Regions from separate parts of the Zea mays genome. Here regions 2 and 3 are each linked to region 1. A link is a contact called in public Hi-C data. All regions are on one chromosome and are shown on one strand. Each heading gives the region's core, a stretch centred on a gene start, on an enhancer-like site or on the middle of the called end of the contact. The rest is flanking DNA. Distances are from core to core; before and after follow the strand shown. Region 1 holds the start of LOC100193881. Region 2 holds the start of LOC100277428. Region 3 holds the start of LOC100285019.

Evidence for each region. Hi-C and Micro-C count contacts between places; a contact is called where the count stands out from the background.
Region 2: a Hi-C map of ear shows a contact between it and region 1, with 1.7 times the contacts expected there. The contact joins the promoter of LOC100277428 here to the promoter of LOC100193881 in region 1. A contact is called at or near these places in 2 of 25 Hi-C or Micro-C datasets (ear and tassel).
Region 3: a contact with region 1 is called in a Hi-C map of tassel, with 4 times the contacts expected there. The contact joins the promoter of LOC100285019 here to the promoter of LOC100193881 in region 1. A contact is called at or near these places in 5 of 25 Hi-C or Micro-C datasets (ear, endosperm, leaf and 2 more).

Annotation. Positions count from the first base shown.
Region 1 is chr6:148,712,430-148,717,267 of Zm-B73-REFERENCE-NAM-5.0, forward strand. LOC100193881 reads right to left here and starts at 2,182. Exons shown (of 6, transcript NM_001415799.1): 1 at 1,748-2,182; 2 at 1,259-1,541. The coding sequence starts at 1,524.
Region 2 is chr6:148,938,091-148,942,928 of Zm-B73-REFERENCE-NAM-5.0, forward strand. It overlaps LOC100277428, which reads left to right and starts at 2,878. Exons shown (of 2, transcript NM_001150990.1): 1 at 2,878-3,531. The coding sequence starts at 2,922.
Region 3 is chr6:148,867,972-148,872,809 of Zm-B73-REFERENCE-NAM-5.0, forward strand. It overlaps LOC100285019, which reads right to left and starts at 1,904. Exons shown (of 14, transcript NM_001370691.1): 1 at 1,798-1,904; 2 at 1,405-1,496; 3 at 787-852; 4 at 359-433; 5 at 155-257; 6 at 22-68. The coding sequence starts at 1,491.

The DNA of each region.
Region 1 (4,838 bases), core at 932-3,431:
AGCTGATAGGGATGATTGGTCGGCTGCCTAGACTCTGTGCCTCGCTGTCGCCGATCTATGGTGGAATAACAAAGTAGATAGGAGGATAAAGAGGTAGGAGGAACATTATTTCATTACTTAATTCAATCTGCCGTCCCTGCAGGACTTACATAGGCCAAGAGCCAATCAATCTCCTGATTTCTCTCCATTTCTAACCAATCAGCCAACAACTATCCTTTAATAATCTAACTTACCAACTACTCTACTGCTGGTCTATTCTTGTTACAGCCCACATAACAAGTGTAAATTGGATACAGGAACCAACCCTTGAATTAAGATTTAAACCAATCCCATCAGGTCCTACATATTCTTGTTCTGTATCACTAAGACATTTTGCAAAAATTGTTCCATTTTGATAACAGTAGAGGAATACTGAAATACTGTATCAGATATAATATATATTGAAAGACATTTTGCAAACATACACAAGGAATTTTATGCCGATCCAACCAAAAATTCCTTTTTGTCCACAGTTTCACACGCTTTAACCTTTTGGGATCATTGCATGTAGACTTAAACAGTTAAACTACATGCAAACTGTAAGTTACCTCAGATATGCATTACCCCCTGTTTCTGTAAATATTTGAAAACCTAAACCAGCCTGCTGTCTAAATACAAAATACCACTCTGAGCTGCTCACATATTGTTTTTTAATCCCTCATTGATACAAGAACCAAACAATTGTTACTGTTAGGCATATTGAGGTTGTTTTTGGCTTGGCCCTGAAGCTGGGGTTCTTTTGTGGGACCAAAAAAACTACTCGAAAGCAAGCTTTGTTGAAGCCCAGTTGCTCCAAAGCACAGAATTAAGTATGAGAGAGAAGCACCCAACTGAGGCTCATAGCTTCTCGGCACCCAAACTTCTGCGCTTTGTAAGTAAAAAAAGGATCATGAATTGTTGTCCATTTGAAATAATGGTTAATAATGACAGAACACAAATGAACGGAATTTTATTTGGGCAAGCCCACCAAGGCCATGTCTTTTGAATAAGAATTAAAGATAGATCCAGGAATGTTGAACAATTCAAGAATAAGGGAAATATAGTAGATTCCACAAGGCATAACGATAGAACCTATGCATTGCCAGAATTTGCATTGCGCACAGTCAGTCAATCAATATGCAGTAGCCAATTATTAAATCAACAGACTTAAGGCTTATATAAGAAGACAGGAAAGAACGGCTGAACCGCTGAAAGCAGCATCAATCACCAAAACACTTACTTCAATAGTCTATCCGAATTGTCTGAAGCAGCTGCATCCAGTAGAGCAGCAGCATCACAATTAGAAGGGTAGCGGCAGAACGGCGAGTCCACCTCAATGTCGCTAATCTCTGAAGGTCTTGCACCATCCTCCGAACCTGACAGAGTGTCCCCAAAAGAACTTGAACACTCTGTGGCGTCAGGGTCGTCAACCGAGGTTAACTTGCTACCAGCAGCACCTGGGCCGATAATGTCAACCTCCAGATCCACTGCTCCATTAGCCTCCATTTTGAGCACAGGACAAACTGCTCAAATGAGAGTGCAACATTTTCAGCACGGTGGTAATAATAACGCGACGACATGATGACATGATATGTAAAGCATGAGGGAAAAACCAAACTTTTAACCCAAGTGAATTGACTTGACACAAGATCAAGAAAGGATGCAGATTACTGAGATTCTCCAGAAAAATACGTACTGTTTGTAACTATCTAGAGCTCGCAGGACTGACCAACGGCGGGGGGCAGTTGTTGCTCTGGCGATGCGAGAAAGAAAAACCGTGGTGCAGGAGCCGTGAGGCGGGCGACACCTCCGTCTTCAGACCTCAGCTACCCCGGGCGCAGTGGCGAGGAACGCACAAAGGCGGCCGAGGGCACCAGTTTAGCTGCCAGCGGCTCCAAGGGAAAGCAATGGCGGCGCCAGCAGCCCGGGGCAGAGCCGCCAGGCTGGCGCAGTCGCGCAACAGACAGCCAGACGGCCGTGGCGGGGGCGGGAGCAGTACTAGCCCTTCCCAAGTGAAGCTCAAGTCCCTCCCTGGCTTCTTGGCTCTCGTTCTCTCAACTCACGCGGCGGCGGCGGCGGCGGCGGTAGCTGAGTACGGCGAAGGGATTAACAACTCGCGGGAAAAGAAAATAGAGAACCACCGTAGAAACAGAGAGGCCGCAATAATAACTGAAGGCCGGCGGGGTGAGGGGAGTCGAACCCTAATGGATTTTGAGATGGGCCTCAGTGGGCCGTACAAAATGGGCCTGCTGCGACATGCTCCACGATCCTTCTCACGCTTTTCAAATTACAACATCCTTTCCTGGGTCACGAATGACGATTCTACTAAATCCAAATCCAAATCCAAGAGTCCTCTAACTTGGGTCAGGTTTTCAGGTTGTCTGCGGCCTTCGCAGAATCACTAGAAACAGTGCAAGTCCTCACATGTTGAAGGTACAGTGTATACTAAACATAACATAGTCTCTACTACTCTTAAGAAGAGAGTGTAGGCGTCCACATGCTCGACGGTGCACGGTTCTGCCGTGCCCCCTCCTTACACGCCCCTGCCTCCGTCCCCTTGCCCGTGATCCCGCCGGCAAACCCGATCGTCATCCTCCTCCCCCGACTCCCTTCCATCCTCGCCCGCCCCTTCCATACTCCTCCCGTGCCCCTTCCATCCCCACCCGTGCTCCACCATTCCACACGCGCGCCCTTTCCATCCTCGCCCGTGCTCCTCCCACGACCTATGCGGCGGCGGATCCGAAGCACAACATCCACGACGAGGTCTTCTCTGTGCTGCACGAGGGTGGCCACCTCCGTCGACGCCGGCGAGGCCACCACCATGGTCTTGGCGCAGCACGCGCCGTTGTCCAACGCGTCATCGCTAATCAACAGCCTCGGCAACTCCCGCGAGGGCAACCCTGACTGCGACGACGGCCTGTCTATGCTCTTCTCCAAGAAGCCCCTGGCGCAGGCCGGCCGGGCAACCGGTCCCGCGATGGCGGCGGCTCGACGAGGTGGTCCCCTCCCTCGGGCGAGGATAGAAGGGAGGCGGGGTGTGTCTGCCGCGCGATGAACGCGCTGCAGATCTTGCGGGAGACGGTGCGGGTGCTGTGCGGAGACCCGCACACATTCACGTCCATCCTCTTCCTGCTGCTCTGCCTGACGTCCGGGTGCCTCCTCCTGTCCGCGGCCGCGCTCGTCTGTGCTCTCTACTCCCCGCCATCAACGCCCGCCATCGGACCCGTACGCGATATCAGCACCGCCCGTCATGGAAGGTTCCCGAGGATCCCCCACCCTCCTCCCCCACATCTGTCATGGCCATGGGGCTTCCCGGCCTCCATTGCTGTCGCCTTCCCGCTCACGGGTCACTCACTCCACTATGTGCCGCCCTCGCTCGCAGGCCCCTCCCGCGGACCTCGGCTCTCCGCTACTCCTCCCTCGAAGCCCAAGGTATTTGAAAGGGAATTAGGCTTACACCTAGTTCCTAAATAATTTTGGTGGTTGAATTGCCCAACACAAATCTTTGGACTAACTAGTTTGCCCAAGTGTATAGATTATACAGGTGTAAAAGGTTCACACTCAGCCAATAAAAAGACCAAGTTTTGGATTCAATAAAGGAGCAAAGGGGCAACCGAGGGCACCCCTGGTCTGGCGCACCGGACTGTCCGGTGTGCCACCGGACAGTGAACAGTACCTGTCCGGTGCACCAGGGGACTCAGACTCAAACTCTTCACCCTCGGGATTTCTCGGAAGCCGGCGCGCTATAATTCACCGGACTGTCCGGTGTGCACCGGACATGTCCGGTGCTCCAAGGAAGCGCGGCCTCCGGAACTCGCCAGCCTCGGTTTCGCGTGGCAGCCGCTCCGCTAAAATTCACCGGACTGTCCGGTGTGCACCGGACTATCCGGTGTGCCAGCGGAGCAACGGCTCTCTTCGGCGCCAACGGCTCTCTGCGGTGCATTTAATGCGCGCGCAGCGCGCGCAGACGTCAGACTTGCCCATACCGGTGCACCGGACATCAAACAGTACATGTCCGGTGTGCACCGGACACCCAGGCGGGCCCACAAGTCAGAAGCTCCAACGGCTAGAATCCAACGGCAGTGATGACGTGGCAGGGGCACCGGACTGTCCGGTGTGCACCGGACTGTCCGGTGCGCCATCGAGCAGACGCCTCCAGCCAACGGTCAAGTTTGGTGGTTGGGGCTATAAATACCCCAACCACCCCACCATTCATTGCATCCAAGTTTTTCCACTTCCCAACTACTACAAGAGCTCTAGCATTCAATTCTAGACACACCAAAGAGATCAAATCCTCTCCAAATTCCACATACGCCATAGTGACTAGAGAGAGTGATTTGCTTGTGTTCTTTCGAGCTCTTGCACTTGGATTGCTTCTTTTCTTTCTCACTTGTTCTTGTGATCAAAACTCCATTGTAATCAAGGCAAGAGGCACCAATTGTGTGGTGGCCCTTGCGGGGAAGTTTTGTTCCCGGCTTTGATTTGAGAAGAGAAGCTCACTCGGTCCAAGGGACCGTTTGAGAGAGGGAAGGGTTGAAAGAGACCCGGCCTTTGTGGCCTCCTCAACGGGGAGTAGGTTTGAGAGAACCGAACCTCGGTAAAACAAATCCGTGTGTCACCCTTCATTATTTGCTCGCGACTTGTTTTGCACCCTCTCTTGCGGACTCGTTTATATTTCTAACGCTAACCCGGCTTGTAGTTGTGTTTATATTTGTAAATTTCAGTTTCGCCCTATTCACCCCCCTCTAGGCGACTTTCAATTGGTATCAAAGCCCGGTGCTTCATTAGAGCCTAACCGCTCGAAGTGATGTCGGGAGATC
Region 2 (4,838 bases), core at 1,628-4,127, 230 kb after region 1:
TTTTTATGTTCTTTTGGTAAATACGTAGATCCAAGTTATATTTCCCCTAAATAAACTGGACAAACCTAGGAGCAACTACATGATTTATATAAAAAAGATATAGGCACCCCAATTCTGTATCGGCTATAACTCTGATTTGGGTAGTCTGTGTGTACATCCACACTTTCAATCAGCTCAGTTGTCGCGACCCTCTATCAGTTATGATAATGTGTTTGAAGATGCTTGAATGGTTTCTTGGTTTTCTGGAATCGGAATAATTGTTCAAACTTTTATTAGCATGGTGTAACCTAATTTGATCAATTTTGAGGAATTATTGCCTCTCCTAATAGACTTTTGCATCTTTCATGTATGTGTACAGGTTGAATTATCAATACTATTTTTAGTTGTGATTGTCAATGCCGTATGCTATAGTAGATAGACTTTTACCAATTACTACTATTTATGATCACTGCCCGATTCTAATTTTCTAAACATTTCTTTGCTGGATTTTGAGAGGGCCTTCATTGATTTCTATAATTCAATATTGCATAAAAATGAAACCGTTTTTCAAGTAATTGGATGGAGAGGGGCTTATAGCCATATGCATCTGTTTGTTTGCATAGTCTAAAACTGAAGTGAACTTAGGTAAGCAGGAGATTCAGTGTAGCATGGCTTTAGATTAAGGATTCGGATGAAAAGAGAGCTGAGTTTTAATGTAGCAGGGTGTGTATATTTGCACCTTTTCGTCGTAATCTGATCTTCTAACTCAAGAGATTTTTCTTTTGGTAATCTGATCTTCTAACTCAAGTGTGCATTCAGTTTAGACTGTAGGTTATGTTAGTCATAACAAGCTAGAAAAGTATATCATATTAACAAGGAAAGATCATATTAACAGTTCATGTTACGTTTGCAGATATGGACCTCGATGGTTTTCTCCATATTAGGAAAGCTGGAAGAGCCTTTTGAACTCACTTTTTTTTGCTAACAATGGTGTTACGGTGGAACATAGTTTTGCGTGTATGTACCAACAACTAAAATGTAAACACGACATTATCATAGTTGAGTACAGGAATAATTATCTCTTATATCTTATTGTAAAATCTAAAACAGTTCTCCTGTAGATGGGTAGCTTGCATTTTACGCCACAATTACCTCAGATCACTTCTTGTTGTATTTACTCCAATTTACGATATTTCTTGATGCATTTTATGACAACCTCGTGCGCAGAGAGATATATTCGGTCTACATTCGTTATTATGAAACAGATGAATGATTTACGCTAAAATTCGTACTCATTTACGTTGTTTTGGTTCACGTTTTACGCATAAATCCGTCCGAGCCAAAACCCGCGTATGTCCGGTGACGCGCGATTTTCGCGCCGTAAATTTCGGCTCCATTCGCCATTACGAAACAGATATACGATTTACGCTAACATTCGTACTAATTTACGATGTTTAGGTTCACGTTTACGCTAAAATCCATTCGAGCCAGAACCTGCGCACTCGGCCGCACATAATTTTCACGCCGTAATCTCGGGACCTATTTGTTGTTACGAAACAGATAAATGATTTACGCTAAATTTCGTATTAATTTACGTTGTTTTAGCTCACGTTTTACGCTGGAATCCGCCCGAGCCAGAACCCGTGCACGATCGGCTGCACACAATTTTCACGCCGTAATTTTAGGCTTCATTTGCTGTTACAAAACATATATAAGATTTACGCTAAATTTTTGTACTCATTTACGCTGTTTTAGCTCACAGTTTATGCTGGAATCGGCCCGAGCAAGGACCCGCGCACGATCGGTTGCACGCGATTTTCACGCCGTAATTTTAGGCCTCGTTTGCTGTTACAAAACAGAAATAGGATTTACGCTAAATTTCGAACTCATTTACGCTGTTTTAGCTCACGGTTTAAGCTGGAATCCGCCCGAGCCAGAACCAGAACCACATATTGCATGATTTATGCTGTCAAGTATATGTCATTATGCAGTCGTAAACGCTGTCCACAGTGTCATATTCATTCCACGTGTTTCGGGCGTCAAAAGATTCCTTTATGCATGGTTTACGCATCTTTATCCATATATATATGCATTCGTATATTGCCTTACGCGCTTATCGTCCTGGATTCCTGGCTGTTGACTGCATGGCTGCGCGGGTGCTGGGTTGACCGCGTCCTGACTAGGGCTTCCATTAGTAGGGGAAGCCCAGGGCTTCCATTACCTCTTCCCTATATATATATATATATATATATATATATATATATATATATATATATATATATATATATATATATATATATATATATATATATATATATATATATATATATATATATATATATATATATATATATAAAATTGAATATGCTCTATAAGCATGTTCTGCCGTCACTCTTATTTAAATGTTCTCCTAAAGGAGTAAGAGTACGAGCCACGTTTTTACAACTCTGGCTATTTACCTAAAAATAGACCGCTTCACACTTAAAAAGGATTTTAAAGTTGTGGAGAATAGATCGTGTATATAATCATATAAAAATATTGTTTTACACTAAAATATAAATTGCATTATTTATATAGTGTAATTTAAAATAAGAGGTAAGATAGATAACACGACTAGAGATACCTGCGCCATCTAGTGTTCATAAGAAACGGTTTCTTCAAAAAAAAAACTGTTTAGTATATCTTATCTTTCTATATGTTCGTCAAATTTGTTTTAAAATTATTTAGTACAACTCCAGTGTTCGAAGCTGGGGCCATGAGAGTAGTAAAAGACAAAGTTTCCTATTTAGTCTTTTCTGTTTTTCTTTTTTGCATTTTTCATAGCTTGTATTTCTAGTAGAAAAAAATTCAGACATTGCTTCCCTCCGGACAAAATGAGATCAGCGGCACCACCGTGCCAACTTCCCAGCCCAAACCCCGACGCGTCCCCACCTCCGTCGCCGATGACACCGCGTGCCCCGCAGGTTCGGCATCACCCGCCGCACCTCCTCCTCGCCGAGGCTGTCGCCTCCTGGCACCCTTTCCACAAGAAGCCATGTCTCACGGACCGCTCCACGGCTCCCCCCTCCTCGGCCCGCCTCCCCGATGCGGAGACTCCGACGCCTGCCCCCTCGGGGGGCGGTAGCGGCGGATCCTTCCGGTGGTTCGGGCTCCGCAAGCGGCGCCGCCGCGGTCCGGGCTCGCGGTCCGTGTCCGGCCGCAGCAGCGACCGCCGGAGATCCGGCACGTGCTCCGACTTCCATTTCACGTGCGGCGCCGGTGGTGGTGGCGGCGGCGGTGCCACTGACTCCAGCGGGGAGATGTGGGCGTCGGATGTCGGGGAGGTGCGGATGAGGGACGTGCCGATGGCGACGGAGTTCGGCCCGTCGCCTGTTGGTGGGGTTGGTGTCTGGAGTGGTGGGGTCGGCGCTGCAGCGGAGGCAGCAGTCACCGATTCTGAATATGGGAGCGAACCTGGGTACCGTGGCGACGTGGAGCTGGGATATGGAGATGAAATCGACGAAGAGGAGGAGGATGGGAGGCAGCAGCTGTTCTGGGGCGGGGTGATTGGAGGTGATAAGCGTCCTTGAATTCAATTCTTTGGATAGTCACTGCTTTCAGCTTTTAGTATCCTCGACTCTCCATATATATCTGAGCTATTGACACTGTTCTCACCATTACTGTGTGCACTTTGATTTAGAATATGTTTGTTAGTTTGTTAACTTTGTAGATTGAGATTCTGGTGTCTAGGGATGGCAATGGGGAATTCCCCATTGAGGAATAGCTCCCCGTCCCCGCGACGAAAAAATTTCCCCACGGGGATCCCCACAAATGCTTGCAGGGGATATTTCTTCCCCATCCCCGTTTCACGCGGGGATAAATCCCCGACGGGATCCCGTCCCCGCTTAAATTATAATTAGGACATACGTACTGTGTTACTAATGCAAAACATTGTCACTTATACACATTGTCAGATGTAAGAAATCATTATGTGTATTTCAAAATGAACACATTTATACAATGAGTGATCTTTTAACAAGATAATTATTTATTTTTTATCATTTACTAGTACACGAAAACATCGTCACGTGCAAGTTTAACGGGTCCCCGCGGGGAACGAGAACGGAGAATGCTTTCTTGTCCCCGGTTACCCGCCAGGAGGAGATTTTTCCCCATTTACATCCGAGGAAAGAAACTTTTCCATTCTCATCCCTTAATGGAGGAATTCCCTACAGGGGATCGGGGATCGGGTCCGCATTACCATCTTTACCGGTGTCCATGGATATTTCTTGTTCGGGATCAAATGATATAGAGCGTTCGTTGCTGTTGATGTCTGACCAATAAATATTTGCAGTGGGTTAGTTGAGTTGAAATAGTTTTTAGGGGAAATGCATTTAGTTACCCAATACCCATACAATATGCTTGTAGTGGTATGGCTGACAAAATGACTGCCTGATAAATATTCCTTTATACTTCGAATCACAAATACATATTTTTTAAAAACAAGATCACAAATATTTGTTTTTCATGGCATTGATGTGGCCTACAAGATGGAACTGAGTAAAAAATAACTAAAGAGTTACTCCTTTGCCCTAGAATGAGAAGCGTATTTTGATAAGAGAAAAGTCATACAAAATTGATTTGACCTTTAATTTCTCTTACAATATGTTGTCATTTGCTAAACAATCAATATAATTTTGGAGGCACCTTGAATGCAAATATACTAATGCATGTTTTGTGTCCTAAACTTCTACTCCCTCCGTTCTTAAATATATGACGTCGTTGATTTTTTTTGAAAACTTTGACCACTCGTTTTATTCAAAATATTTATTCGAAAATGTAAAATTTCAAATCATGCTCAAACAACCTTAAGTGATAAA
Region 3 (4,838 bases), core at 654-3,153, 160 kb after region 1:
GACCTTAGATCTTCACCAAACCTTGAGATCTTGCCATGATGCTGAAGAAGGTAATCCAGTAACCATAACTGCATAATCAATGAACCGATACAGTAAGAACAGAGAGAGTTTTCAAGTTATAAGCTTTGAAATTTGGGAATAAAAAAATACAAACCACGGTAATCAGAACGTTTTGAGGCACCGCGTTGTCCAGCACTGCTATAGCTGCTAGATCGATCAAAAGAAGATGTGCCTCGTCCACCATGGGCTAATTCCACCTGTATATAGATTATAAATAACATTAGAATAATTCAGATAACTATCATCTCTGTAACCTGGAGATCTCTAATGAAACAGGTCTTCATCAAGATCCACCAACCCGCAACCTATGGCCATCAAAGTTGTATCCATCACGGCCATATATTGCATCTTCAGCATCACGTGCGTCCTCAAACTGCAAAATGCATCACTGTGCTGTTAGTCTTCCATCATCTTAGCTGCCTAGATTATTGATTTTAGAGAATAATTTAGTAATCCTTGCATAACATTTAATAGAGTACTTAGCATTACTGATTTATTCCATGGTTGTCATTGTTGCGTACATTAGATATGTTCATATGTTGGAACAATAAACGTTTTAGGCAATATTCTTTTTAGTTTCCTTAAAAGAAGGTATTAAACCTCCTAAAAATTCGCCACTGAAAACACAAGGTTTGTGATAAAAAACATTCAACCTGGCACAAATTATGGATGTAAATCTATTGAGTACAAAATACCCTCATATAAAACAGACACCGGCCAACTTACCTCAACAAAAGCAAAACCAGGAGGCCTTGGTGGAATTTTCAAGTCAATTTCCACTATACGTCCATACTGCAGAAGCAGAAGGTAAAACATAAATTTAACATCCAGGAAAGTTAATCAACCAAAGTAGAGTCATAGAGATACAAACAAAAATTGACCATTCGCAATCCACATTGCCTTCCCTTCCAGAGCTCCATCCATATTAGATTAGATGGTGTTAGAAGGCAAAACACAATTAGCAGTGGTGAAGTTCACAACGAACAGAACTTTCAATCATCACCAAAATAGATTGTGACAATACAGTGAAAAAAACAAGTGCATTGTCTAACACACACGACGATTATAAAACTCACAGTAAGAGTTTATTAAACTGCAAATATCAATATGAGCAAACGCTACATTACATCATAGGCATCTCTTCGACTTCAGCAATATTGAGCCATAGCCATAAAGAAAACATCCCCAACACTCCTCTAACATCCCCAACACTCCTCTAATCTCCCCATATCATACTCGCAGGCTTGACTGACACCACAACAACCTCCCCACGGATCTAGCATTCGACGAGAAGCCCTAAAAATAGGGTGGGAAGCTCGGTACACAACCCAACCAACCACTCACCTTGTAGAAGAGATCATCCACTTCCCTCTCGCGGATGTCGCCGGGGAGGTTGCCCACGTAGATCGTACAGCCGTTCCGCCGGGTCATCGTTCCTGCAACAAGGATACTGAATCAGCCACCAGGACGAACAGACCCAAGCAAACTGTTGCGAATAAACTTCCGAACTGGTGCGGCATCTGGGGAACAAGTCTACACTACTAAAACGAGTAATCCTGGCCAGGAACGGATCCAATTCTGAGCGCCGGAACGCCGAGACGAGCAAATAATTCCAAAAGCAGCACCTGCTGTGTTCGAGAGAAAGAAGCAGCACCTTCTACAGGAACAGAATTGCACACTATATTTCGACCGGAGGACTACGGCTTCCGGGGCGGAGAGGGGTTCGCGGAGCCTCACCTGCGACGACTCGACGGCGGCAAGGAGCAAGGAAGGCTTGAGTCGAGGTCGAGCAGCTTCGACGGATGCCGGCGTGAGGGTACTGGGAATTGTGGATTGTTCGCTTTGCGATTCGTGCAGCCTGGATTTAGTTCCGTTTGGTGAATCACTTCCGGGCTGGGGCTGGGCCTTTACAGGCCCAGTCCAGAGTAACAGTGAAACCAGCCACACCCCGATTTTCAAATATGGAAATCTGAGGTGCTTAGGTTCTATCTGGTTTGTTTGTTTAACTGTAGATTCATGAGAACCTGATTCTAGCTGTGAGCTATGAGATAGCTGTTGCAAGCTGACGATTGTGAAAAATTGAAAATTGTTTAGTTCAAATAACTGTCAATTATAGATTCTATAAAAGCATGAAAGTTTGAAGCATGGATGACAAGAATCTGAAAATTCTAGGATAGTAGGTGATTCTGAATTGAACTAGAGAAATATGTAGATTTTCAGAAATCCATTCTGTTGTATATCTATTTGGTTGAGATTTCAGATTGTTTACAGTGAATCTGATTCAGAAAGGTGAACCAAACGCACCCCTTAGAGGGTGTTTGAGACTACTTTACTTCACTAAGGCCACGTTTGTTTCGTTGGAATTGAATTCCATTTTAATAATTATAATTTAGACAAAACTAATTAAGTTCATATATTTGTATATGTAATATATTTGTATATTATCCTAAATCATATGAGAGAGATAGTTATATACTACATTTATGTTATAACGAAGCGAGTAGAAGAGTGTGCTATAAGTTGTACATCGGAAAAATAGCATGTAAATCTATAGAATCAATTTCCATCTCTCACCCCATGAATTTGAGATAAGCTTATACGATAACTTTAGAAAGTGGTGGAATGTCACATTCTAAAAAATAGCCTATTACATAGTAAGATTCCAATTCCTCAAAATGAAAGGAAACAAACGGGACCTAAGGGAATTATTGGGGGTCTTCTTCGAAAAGGTCCTCAAAACACTAATTAACCATTGCTTTCTGATACATCTCTAAAGTATTATAGATGCTTCAGCAAAAACCACCTTCGGAATGAATCAAGCAAAGACGAAGGTATAAGCTTCGGGATAACAACATAAAAAACGAAGAGGGAAGCTAGAACAAAAGTCGGGAGGTGTTCACATATTCTGGCGACCAGATGATAGACCTAAAGGAAACTGCTACCCTTATCATATTTAATAGTCTAAATGTTTAAGCTTCAGGGTATAATTGTTAATTCTATCGAAGATGTATTTCGCACCTATAAATAGGTGAACAGTGCTCCACACAATGGGGACCTTTTTTATGTGAGATCTCAAATTTGTTATATCTGTTCTGTGAAGTGTCTTCGTGCTACTTTACACATCAAAAACAGAAGGTACGTTTGTAAACTTGTTTGAACAAGAAAAGGGAAGATGGAATAAAATACTGAAAAACATGTGATGAGTTTTAATTTTATATTCAATGGTTCATTTATGTTTCTATTTAAAATGGTTTTGTTTTTATCTTCTTTCGGAACCTTCGTCTTCAAGATAACATTTCGGAGAAGTGTTAACTTAGAGACGAAGGTTCAAACTCCATAATCTGTGTTGACTTATTTTTGATATCATATAGCTATAAAAAAATAAGTGACCAACAGAAATGTTTGGGACTACTCTACTCTATGAATCAGTTGTCAAACATGCTCAACTCCAACCACCTCCGCTCCTAAAAAATGGACTTTTTCCCAACTCTACCAATTAGGTTGAGTAGTAAAAGAGGTGCTCCACACGTGAAGTAGGTGTAATTATGTAACATATCACTTATTACACAATTTAACACTTTGTTTTCTTTTATTTCCTTTACATGTAGGTTGGTCCAGGCGTGGAGACTATCCACTCGTAGCAGAAACCGCCCCTTGTCGTCTTCTCCCACTTGCCAGCCATGTTCCCGTAGCAGCACTGCCCATGGATGGATAGATAGATGGACGGGGTCACGAGGTTCTCGATAATTAAAGATAGTTGTTCGGACTACTACAACTACAATCTATATAGACAAAATATTGTAAAAGCGGTACAAGTCGATATGGATTAAAGAAGACAAAAAGACTATATATGTGTGTGTTAGTATTGTTAATATTTAGTTATATATGTTAGTATTATTTGCTACTAATGTGTTGTATACTTGCATTATTTGTTGTCATATCTCTAGAAGACATGTCACATGAAGATAGAGAAAGAGAAAAGGATAGAGTTTGGTTCCACGGAGAGAAGGTTGGTGCAGGTTTTAAGTGCAGGTATTGTAAAGAAACAAAGAGTGGAGGGGTGATACCCGATTGAAGGATCTCGCGCATAGGGGGAAGAATGTCAAGAAATATCCCTCTACTCCTCTAGACATGAAGGCATACTTTCAACTTGACATAGATAAGGCAAAGGAAAAGAAGAGGTCTATGTTCAGGCAGCAACTAAGAGTAGATGAGTCAACACGACCCGATTTTGGTGAATCAAATGACGATGAGTATGAGGATGAACTTCAGGCGGCTCTGCATCAGTCACATGTGGAGCACGAATTTAGTTAGAGGGCTGGTGCAAGGTGTGCCAGGGATGGTGGATCTAGATCCTCCAGCAGAGGGTATCTTGAGGGCCACTTGATAGGATGATAGGAAGGAGTAGGAACAAGTATCTGAGCGTGTTAAAGACTACAATCTTGCTCAAGCCTTTGGACCAAGGTAATAGAGGATAGATACTGGTACTTGGACAAGTAAGGGAAGGAGCTCGAAAGAGATTCTTAGTAGGGCTTTGGCAAATGCTTGTCTTTCCATTGACATCTCGGGTCGAAAGGTCGATAACCCATATTTTAGGGTCGCAATTATGGAGTCCCAAAAACAAGGTAACAAATAACGCAATGTATTTTGCTGATCAGGAGAAAAGTCTAACACTTGGCGAGGTGCACATGCAATACACAAACACCAAGCACACATAACAAAGTAAGTTCGATAATGACAGCGCTCGCTACAACATGATCATGTATGTGGTTGATGCT